2 separate regions of the Arachis hypogaea genome follow, and region 1 is linked to region 2. A link is a contact called in public Hi-C data. All regions are on one chromosome and are shown on one strand. The core of a region is the stretch at or near the end of the contact, and the rest is flanking DNA. Distances in the headings are between cores, read along the strand shown. Region 1 holds the start of LOC112782732 (glycoprotein 3-alpha-L-fucosyltransferase A). Region 2 holds the start of LOC112782974 (ferredoxin--nitrite reductase, chloroplastic).

Region 1 (5,170 bases), core at 749-3,248, 300 kb before region 2:
CTATGAATGGATCTTCTCCTCTCAAGGGGCTTTCATCCCGATCTGCCCAGTCATTCCTATTTCATAGATCAGCTTCCAGCTTCTGGAGCTTGTCTTCTAGCTCCTTTCATCGTTTCACCTCTCTTCGTAATTCCCGTTCTACTTTTCGCTGTCGTTCAACCTTATGTTCGAACTGTTCCAGTCGATCCCCCTAGCCATGAACCAGGTCTAGGATCTTGGTTGTATGAGGGCGGTCCTCATCCTCGCGATGATGGATTTCAGAATGGATCCTCCTTGGATGAGGATTTCCCAAAGTCCCTTCCTCGTGAGGCCCTTGAGGATTTTGTGGTGGAGGCGGGAGCACGATGGCCTGGCCTTCTAGCTGAGCTTCTTGCTCATATTCAGATGCTATGTGGCCGTCTTCTTGCTGGTGGTCCGCCAGTATCAGAAGGTGATTTCCAAGTTCCCAGTAACGGCACCAATGTTCCGAGGGTTACCTGAAATGTTGATTTGGGCTTGAACATGGGGTCCAGCCCATTGTATGGCAACATCCGATCTCTTTGGTGCCGAGGTGCCGCCAGTCCGAGTTCCTCGTGAGGAGGTGGGGGTGATACTTGCAAGAGACTCTGATGCTTAAGTTAGCAAGGGATTTAGGCAGGTTTGTTTAGTAGATTAGAACATGAATATACTTGAGGGGTGTCAGTGTATTTATAGTAGAGTTGATAACCACTCTTGTTAGTTCCATCTTTTCTGATAGATAATTGTTCCCTTTTATCTTGAGAGTTTGTTAGGACTTATCTTATCAAAGAAGATAAAGATTCCAATCAAGATTCTCGGAAGCAGCTACCTGTTTTGGCAAGATAGCCTAACTCCCTTATGTAGGTGTTCGATCTCTCTTAAGAAATCGGATATACTGGTGTATGCCGTCTTTTTTAGATGAACTTTTTATATCTATTGACCCTAACTTTTATTTATTGCATTAGGGTATGAACAATTATTATTATTAGATAATATTGTATTCAGAATGTGAATTTTAATTTGATTTTTTAAAATATTTATATTACTAAATTTTTAAACACTTAAATTGATCTTTAAAAAATTTCAATATAACACTTTAATTCTTAATAATTTTTTATCTTTTAAAAATTTACAAAAATTAATTACATCAGACATATTGATTTCTCTCTCCTTTTAAAGAAGGAGTAATTTATTTTTAGGAGCTAATTATTTTAAATAAAATTTGTTAAAATTTATTTATTCAACACGTATATTAAAAATTTAATTAAAAATAATAAAAAATCAATTTTTTTAACATAATTAATTTTTAAAAACTTTTAAAAAATAAAAATAATTAAAGATTAAAATATTTAATTTAAATTTTTAAAAATTAATTTAAATATTTATTTTTAATTCCGTATATTGGAAGATTAAAATGAATCTCTTACTTTTATCATAATGTCAGCTAATTATAGGACACCATAATAATATTTTGATAACTAGATTATTATAAAAGAGCCAACTTAATTTATCATTGTAAAATCAAAATATTATATGTTAAAGATAAAAAAATTAGTTATCAAATTAATTATTATACTTTTAGTGACAAAAAAATGGAGCAATGCTAATATTTTTTTGAAAATTCATATATAAATATATATTATTTAATTTATTTTTAATATATATTTTATATTTTAATATATATTTTTTATAAATAATTAATTTAATAATTGATATTTATCTTTTTTTTTAATATGCACTTACTATTTTTTTAAAAAAGTTAGAAATAAGATTCGAATCCCAAATTTTAGATAAATATAAAAAAATTATGTCATTTGAGTTATAAAAAAGTTAGAAATAAGATTCGAATCCCAAATTTTAGATAAATATAAAAAAATTATGTCATTTGAGTTATAATGGATTTACCATATGCATTTACTAATTACTGTAGCTGTTATGGTTGTTATAAAATTCATAAATCAATTATACCATATTTAAGATTTATATTTAATGAATTACCTGAATATGACTATGCAATTATATAAAGAAGGACTTGTTCATATTTTCCTTCGTCGTGTTGTGTTGCTCATTGGTTTCAGTGAGTTCAAGCTTCAACACACCACCCCACCGTTTACTTTGAAAAATCTTTACCTCTTACACTGACAAAAAAAAAAAAAAATACAAGTCTTCATTTTTATCCTTCTTCCCTCACTTCTTTCAAATCGTAGAAAGTGGGTTAGAAATCGTAGCTATAACGGCACCAAGTTCTTCCCTTTCCATCCCCAATCGGATTTTCCGGCCAATTTAAAATTGGAAATTGAAGGAATCGAGAAATTGGAGCTAGAATCCGTTGATTGATGGGTCTCGTGCAGAACCTGCGAGGCTCGAGAACCGAGTCAACTCACGAAGGTTTACCGGTTTCATCGGTTCAATTGGGTTTGGTTCCGAAGCGGAAATGTTCGAATCTAATGCCTCTTGTGGTGGCACTTGTGGTCATTGCGGAGATCGCGTTTTTAGGGAGGCTCGACATGGCGGAGAACGCAGCTATGGTCACTGACTTTTTCTACCGGTCACGTGCTGCGTCCGTGGTGGATGGTGCTGATGATTTAGATTTTGGTTTGCTTGTTGGTAGAACTAATAAAAAGAATTCGGAATCAGAGAGCTGCGAAGAGTGGTTGGAGAGAGAAGATTCTGTAACGTATGAAAGGGATTTTAACAAGGAACCTGTTTATGTCACTGGAGCTGACCAGGTTTCAATTTCTTTCTTCTTTTTTATTTCTTTTTTCTTCCATCTTTCTTTTGTAACTTTGAATTGATAGAAGTTTTTAATAGCTAGTTGTTGTTCAGAGATTATTGTATGTATGTTATAGCATGTTTCTTTTTTTGGTTTCCGAAATTTGCAAATTTAGACACACATTTGGTTGAAAGGGTAGTTAACTATTCGTTTATTCACGAGTTAGTAAATTAGTGTATGCAGTTCCAAGCACATTCTGCTCTAATTAGTATAGTTTTTATATTATTTGGACATCGGCTTGTTAGAGCCTTAGAGGCATGGATCTACTTTGCAGGTTTTGAATTTGTATATTGTATGTGAAAAGGATGATTTCTGAGGCAGACAAAGATTAGATATTCTGATTTTGTGAGGCATGATCTGTCACGGATTTTATGAGGAAGTGTAATCAAGCTGATTATAAATTATAAACGAGAAAGCAACAAAATCCAAATTTGAAATATATGTAGCCAATATTATGAATTGCAATGGTTGGTACTTGATCACAATTGTTGTGGATGCATATGTTTTCTAGCACTGGTTGTAGACTTCACTACTTCCTTGTTGTGGGTGATGTTGAAGAATTTCTTTGCGGCTACAATGCTATTTTGTTGGCATGTTTGATTGTTGATTGCAAAAAGTTCATGTATGTAACCGCCTGCTAAATGTTTAAAGTCCGTGTGGTTGTTCCTGTCTGTCTGAAGTTTTTGTTCATGCAATTCAGGAGTGGAAATCATGTGCGGTGGGATGCAAATTTGGTTATGATGGGGATAGGACACCTGATGCTGCATTTGGGCTACCTCAACCATCTGGAACAGCTAGTGTGTTACGATCGATGGAATCCGCACAATACTACTCAGAGAACAATCTTGCAATGGCACGACGGTGGGTAAGCACGAATATAAAGTGCTGAGTCATTAGGTTTGATCATTTACTTTGTATATGGCTGCTTTATTTTTGGTCCATTAAAGTTTAAGTGGGTAAACAAACCCCCCCCCTCCCCCCCCCCCCCCCCCCCCCCCCGCAAAACACACACACACAACCGCGAGGTTACAAGGGTACATATTTCTTTAATTTGATACAATTGTTTTGCTTCATTTTTAAAGTTAAATCGAAAAAGGTGTAGGTAATGTAAAGTAGAGAACAAAGTTTCTACTATTTCTTAAAGCTTGGGAGTTTGATCCTATAAAATTGAACATAACCTATATGCTATGTGGTACAGGGTTTCAATCAATTTGGTGACTGTCTACTTTTCATTGCATGTTATAATTAACGCATAATACTTATTACTGTGCGTATACGATTTTATTTTTCTCAATTGAGTTTATTCTTTCTTTGGTGTTCTCTATTTGGTGGAGAGGCTGGAGCATGTTCCCTTTCAAAAGCTTAAAAATAGTGTAATAAATGAACTAATATTTCAACATCACTATGTTCTAGGAGGGGATATAAAATTGTAATGACAACCAGTCTATCATCTGATGTTCCTGTTGGATATTTCTCATGGGCTGAGTATGACATCATGGCACCCGTGAAGCCAAAAAGTGAAAGTGCTCTAGCAGCTGCATTCATTTCTAATTGTGGTGCTCGAAATTTTCGGTTGCAAGCTCTTGAAGCCCTTGAAAAAGAAAACATCAAGATTGATTCTTATGGCGGTTGTCATAGGAACCATGATGGAAGAGGTACATTCTAATAATTGCAATAAATTAAAACATTGATGTCTTTTGTCCCCATTATTGTTCGCCCTTCTACCTCTTAGATAGTGACTTTTTTAAATATACACAGTTATGCTTATGCTAAAGTACTTTCTTTATTAATGTTGGTGTGGCTAGTTTGTCTGACAAATGAGGGAAGAAAGTGGTTGGATTGCTGTACTTAAACATCAAAATACTGTGACCTGGTTCTTATGTGGCCACAAACGCTTTCTACGTAAATTCTCAATGTGAAAAAATGCTCTCTAATCAGAACCATTAGAATTCAAACCACAATTGAGCACCAACTGGTCTATTACCTTGAGCTGAATTGACATTCAAAAAACGTTTGAAATTCGATTAATAGATCTTGCATGTATGTCACTAAAGTCAGAGGTTCTCTACTTTTTCTTAAACCGAAAAAACTTGTTAATGCTTAAGCTGTACCTTAGTTGTTCACATTATAGACTAGGTTCAGAAATTTGTCTCTGCACATTTCTAATTAAATTCACTGTTATTTGGATCTTATCTTTACAATTGTGTTTTGGATTTTGTTGTTGTTAATGTTGATGGTGTTTTACTACACATACTCATCATAAGGAAATCAAACTTAAATCTAGACGTAGTCAACAATCTGATGAGTCTTAACTTATCATTAATATTGATAAATTTAAATCTAGTAGGCGATTGACTGATTTATGATTAATTAAAAGTATTTTGAAATTGGTCCAACTTT
Region 2 (5,375 bases), core at 2,061-4,560:
CCAGTGACTATGGAGGAAGTGAAACGTGCAACATTTAGCATTCATCCCCAAAGTGCTCCAGGAGATGATGGTATGACAGCAAAATTTTTTCAAAGCTTCTGGAACATACTTAGTGGTGATGTATTTTGAGCAGTTAAGAGCTTCTTTTCAGGGGGCAGAATTTTGAAGGGTTTTAATCACACTCAGATCTGTCTTATTCCCAAGACTTCTGATGCTAAAGATATGACTCAGGTAAGACCAATAAGCCTATCTTCAGTCTTTTACAAGATTATCTCCAAAGTATTTGTACATAGACTTCAGGGTATGATGAATAGACTAATTAGCCCTACGCAGAGTGCTTTTATTAAAGGCAGATTAATCTCTAATAATATCCTAATTGCTCACGAGTGTATGCATTACTTGAAGAACAAAAAAAGGGGACTCGAAAATGAAATGGCGCTAAAACTAGATATGAGTAAGGCATATGATAGGGTGGAATGGCACTTTCTTTGGTTTATATTGGAGAAGTTTGGTTTTGACTCCCGGTGGATCATGTGGATTCGAGAATTAGTGACAACTGTTTCTTATTCTGTTATTGTGGAAGGACAACCTTATGGTTTCTTCAAACCAAATAGAGGTATTCGACAAGGAGATCCTCTATCTCCCTATCTTTTTCTTTTCTGTGCAGAAGGTCTCTCCTTCTTACTACACAAGGCAGAACAAAACAGACTAATTCAGGGTCTTCAGATACATAGGTGATGTCCCAAGGTCAACCACCTCCTCTTTGCTGATGATTCCATCTTATTCTGTAAGGCTAATCCTGAAGCATGTTCAAATATCCTGCATTTATTGAATTCTTATGAAAACATCAGTGGCCAGAGGATAAATCTTAATAAATCTGCTGTATTCTTTAGCCACAACACTCCCTCCACTACTCGTACACTACTGGCTAACTCTATGAATATTAATCATATTGGGGCTCAGGATAAATACCTTGGTTTGCTTTCTACAGTCTCTAAATCGAAAAAGGCTTCTTTTAGTATGATCAAAGAAAAGGTTCAGAAAAGAATCCAAGGATGGAAGCACAATCTTCTATCGTCAGGTGGTAGACATGTATTGCTTAAGGCAGTGGGAGAAGCTATTCCTATTTATACATTGTCTTGCTTCAAGTTGCCTGATGGTTTAATCTCGGAAATTCACTCTCTACTTTCTCAGTTCTGGTGGGGACAAAAAGGTTCCGAAAGGCGGATGGCTTGGATTAGCTGGGACACTATGACTCGCCCACGAAAAGAAGGAGGCCTTGGATTTAAAGATCTCAGAATCCAAAATCTGGCGCTTTTAGGCAAACAGTTTTGGCGACTTGTAACACAGCCTACTTCCTTATTATCCAAAATCCTAAGAGGTAAATACTTTAGCAATGGTAATGTTATAACGGCAGAAATTGGAGTCTTACCTTCTTGGGGATGGAGGAGCATACTGGAAGGCCAAAAGATTATTGAAAAAGGTCTTAATTGGGCTGTGGGTACTGGAGAGAATATCCGAATCTTTGAGGATCCTTGGCTGCCTCCTCCGTATCCTTTAAAGATTTCTGACATGCCAAATAGACAAGCTATCTCTGAGTTGGTTCCAAGAGTTAAAGATCTAATTACTGAAGATAGGAATTGGAATCAGAATCTTATTCAAGAATTATTTCCCCAAGACGTTGCAAACAGGATTTTGTCAGTTAAAATTCAGCAGAGTAGGGACAAATTACAATGGGATTTGAACAAATCCAAACAATATGATACAGCTTCATGTTACAGAATTGACTATTTATTTTACCATCCGCCTCTGGAGCTTTGCCCTAATTATATGCAATAGAAAAAGTCGTGGATTGATCTATGGAAGTTGAACTTGCCTCACAAAATTAAGCTATTTATCTGGAAAGCTCTCCATGGTCGGCTCCCGGTGCTTGCTCAGATTTATCACCGCATCCCATCTATATCACCAATATGCCCCTGCTGTCATGAAGCAACCGAAACAGTCACTCATTGTTTGATCGATTGCTCTAGAATTAAAGATGTATGGTCTCAGAGTTATCTTCGTGATTGTCTTCCCCCTCAGAGTCTTAACGACTTTTGGACATGGTGGATTGCATCAACAGAGATGCTTAACCCGTTGAAGAATGCTGACCGTAATCCTCAATTACTTGCCATCATTTGCTGGAACTGCTGGAAAGCTCGCAACCAGTTGACTTTTGAAGGTTCTACTTCAATGCCGTCTGCCATTCTAGCAAGCTCTGTCAAGTTGCTCCGTGAAATCCAAAGAACTCCCAGTTTAGGTCGTCATCTCCATGAGGCAAGCTCTTAGTTGCATTCAATTTGATTTATCATTCTTTCTTCTTTAAGATTTTTTTTTCGTTTTTCGACCATGCACCGATGGATGAATACCTTCAGTGTAGTGTTTTTGGGAAATCCCCACTTTTCATTATGCTGTCCTGCTTTTAGACATCTTTGTATTTCATTTTTCAATAATTAATGAAATATAACCTACTATCTTTGGGGGAAAAAAAATAAACTTGTCTATTTACATAGAATTAGCTATTGAATTTGACAAATTTATTTATGTTCTGATACGATTTGGATGGTATTAGCAATTTTTATATTTATAATTAATTTAACTTTTTTTAAATAATTTAAAAATATAAAATTGTTAAATTTAAATTTTAAATAAATATAATTTAAATTAACAATATAATTCAATTTAATAAAAATAAACATATTTTTATTTTTATATTAATATGATTAATTATATTTATTCAATTAAAAAATTAACAATTTAAAATTATTAATTTTAAATTAAGAAATACATGCACTCATATTATTTTTAAATTAAAAGAATATGGTTTATTTAAAATAATAAGAGTATATTATTTAAAATTTAAAATTTAAACATTTTAAATAAATTTATTTTTATTAATTTTAAAATTATTTAAAATAATAAAAATATATTTATTTAAATTAAAAATTTTAAAATAATAAGAATAAATTTATTTTAAAATTTTTTAATGTAAAATTTTTAATTTAAAAATAATACGAATGTACTTATTTTTTTTAGTTTAAAACTAACCGTTTCAAATAATTACTTCTTTTTAAAAGTTAAAACCAACTACATATAACTAATTCTATGAATACAATAATACGAATATCTTTAATTTTATCAAATTAAATATATTTTAAAATATAAAATATATATTAAAAATAAATTAAAAATTATGTGTTTATAATTTTATATATAAATAAATAATGATTGAAAATAATGTATAAATAATCTTTTTTATTTATTTATTTATTTATTTTTTTTTTTTGTAATTTGAATTTAAGATGTTTATGGGGTGAGAAGAAAACAAGATAACCTTTAGTAGGAGCGAAAGGACATAGATATGAAGAAAGAAGCTCTTGCTATCTCCTAAGGTCCCCTTTCACTCCCAAGTCCCAACCTCTTATCCCTACAAAGATGTTCACTCTTTTCATTCTCCTTCTCCCTCACCGCCATCACCATAACATACACAAACATCATCATGTCTTCCTTCTCTGTTCGCTTTCTCACCCCACCACCATGCTCCCCCTCCTCCCTCTCTTGCCGCCCGAAGACACCAACATGCCTCTCGGCCACCACTCCCACGGCGGCTCCGGCCACGTCTCCTCCTCCCCCTCCTTCGGAGGTGGACGCCTCCAGGTTGGAGCCTAGAGTGGAGCAAAGAGACGGTTACTGGGTTCTGAAAGAAGAGTACAGGGGAGGCATCAACCCTCAGGAGAAGGTGAAGCTTGAATCGGACCCAATGAAGCTTTTCATGGAGAATGGTATTGAACAACTTTCTAAGATATCTCTTGAGGAGATTGAGAGTTCTAAGCTTACCAAAGATGATATTGATATTAGGCTCAAATGGCTTGGACTTTTTCATAGGAGAAAGCATCAATGTAAGTCTAACTATATATATGTGTATATTTCTCATCATCAACCTTTATTTTTTTATTTTTCTTCCAACAATTGATTTTTCTTCTTTCGTAATATGTTTTGGTTTAGTTGTCTAGAAATCATATAATCTTGAAAAGGACTAGTTTGTCGAAAACTTGAAGAGAGCACATTCGATTAGTTAGGTTCTTTGTTTTTAACTGTTGATTGTGGTGTTTGTATAATCTTTGTATCATCGTGCTTCTTTTTCTTTTGTTTTGAACTAACAATATGTCTTATGAAAACGATAGATGAATCTAAAACTGTTATATTATTTAATTTATTCATGTTTTACATCTTCATGCCAACATTTTCACATGATCACATCTTTGTGTATATAGTAACCACGTGTAAGTAAAATCACAAATATAGTAGGTATAATTCTTCTCATCATCATTTAGGTTACAAACTATAATAAATCAGGTGAGATGTTTCTATTTGAAAATGATAATTGAAAATTGAAATTGTTATATTATTTGATTAAATTTTTTAATTATACGTTTTCATATTTTCCCGTGACACGATCATATCTCTGTATAAAGAGAAAATGTAGGAAACCAATTTTTAGTCAGTCAATTTTAGTGTTTAGATTTATAATTTAAGATTGATGATTTAGAATCTAAAATTTAAGATAAACAGAATAATTTTAAAAAAGTTAGCTGATATTGGGTGAAAAAAGATGGTTACCTAATATTACTCAAATTATATGTTGGATTGGTGAAATTCAGATGGAAGGTTCATGATGAGGCTGAAGCTTCCAAACGGAATAACAACAAGCGCGCAGACGCGGTACTTAGCAAGCGTGATAAAGAAGTATGGAAAAGATGGTTGCGCCGACGTGACGACAAGGCAGAACTGGCAGATCAGAGGAGTGGTGCTGTCTGACGTGCCGGAAATCTTGAAAGGTCTGGCAGAGGTTGGGTTGACAAGTTTGCAGAGTGGGATGGACAATGTGAGGAACCCTGTTGGTAACCCTCTTGCTGGCATTGACCCTCGTGAGATTGTTGATACAAGACCTTACACCAACTTCTTGTCACAATTTATTACCAATAATTTTCTTGGCAACCCTGCTGTCTCTAACTTGTAAGTACTAACTATACTAACAAATATTTTACACTTAATGTACTCATTTTGTTCTATTATTAGATTGGTTGAGTTTAGTTTTATACTCTGTTTAATGATAGGGAAGAGAAATTCAACTTGCTATATGAAAAAGGTATGTTCTATGGTGCTTACAAATTACACATATCTTAACTTCATAAAAAAGTGAGTCTCACATTTAGACAATTCACACACAAAATTTGTAGGCATCTTAGAATTTACCCTATAAAAAAATAACTATACAGTGTTATATCTTTCATGTACTTTTATGACTACAAGATATTATCGCATCTAACCCAAGA

Evidence for each region. A called contact is a pair of places that touch in the nucleus more often than the background predicts.
Region 1: a contact with region 2 is called in a Hi-C map of leaf, with 3 times the contacts expected there. The contact joins the promoter of LOC112782732 here to the promoter of LOC112782974 in region 2. A contact is called at or near these places in 3 of 8 Hi-C or Micro-C datasets (leaf and an unstated tissue).

The regions. Positions count from the first base shown.
Region 1 is chr20:50,724,175-50,729,344 of arahy.Tifrunner.gnm2.J5K5, reverse strand. LOC112782732 (glycoprotein 3-alpha-L-fucosyltransferase A) reads left to right here and starts at 1,998. Exons shown (of 7, transcript XM_025825280.3): 1 at 1,998-2,726; 2 at 3,471-3,631; 3 at 4,184-4,425. The coding sequence starts at 2,334.
Region 2 is chr20:50,423,379-50,428,753 of arahy.Tifrunner.gnm2.J5K5, reverse strand. It overlaps LOC112782974 (ferredoxin--nitrite reductase, chloroplastic), which reads left to right and starts at 3,310. Exons shown (of 4, transcript XM_025825676.3): 1 at 3,310-3,938; 2 at 4,701-5,055. The coding sequence starts at 3,539.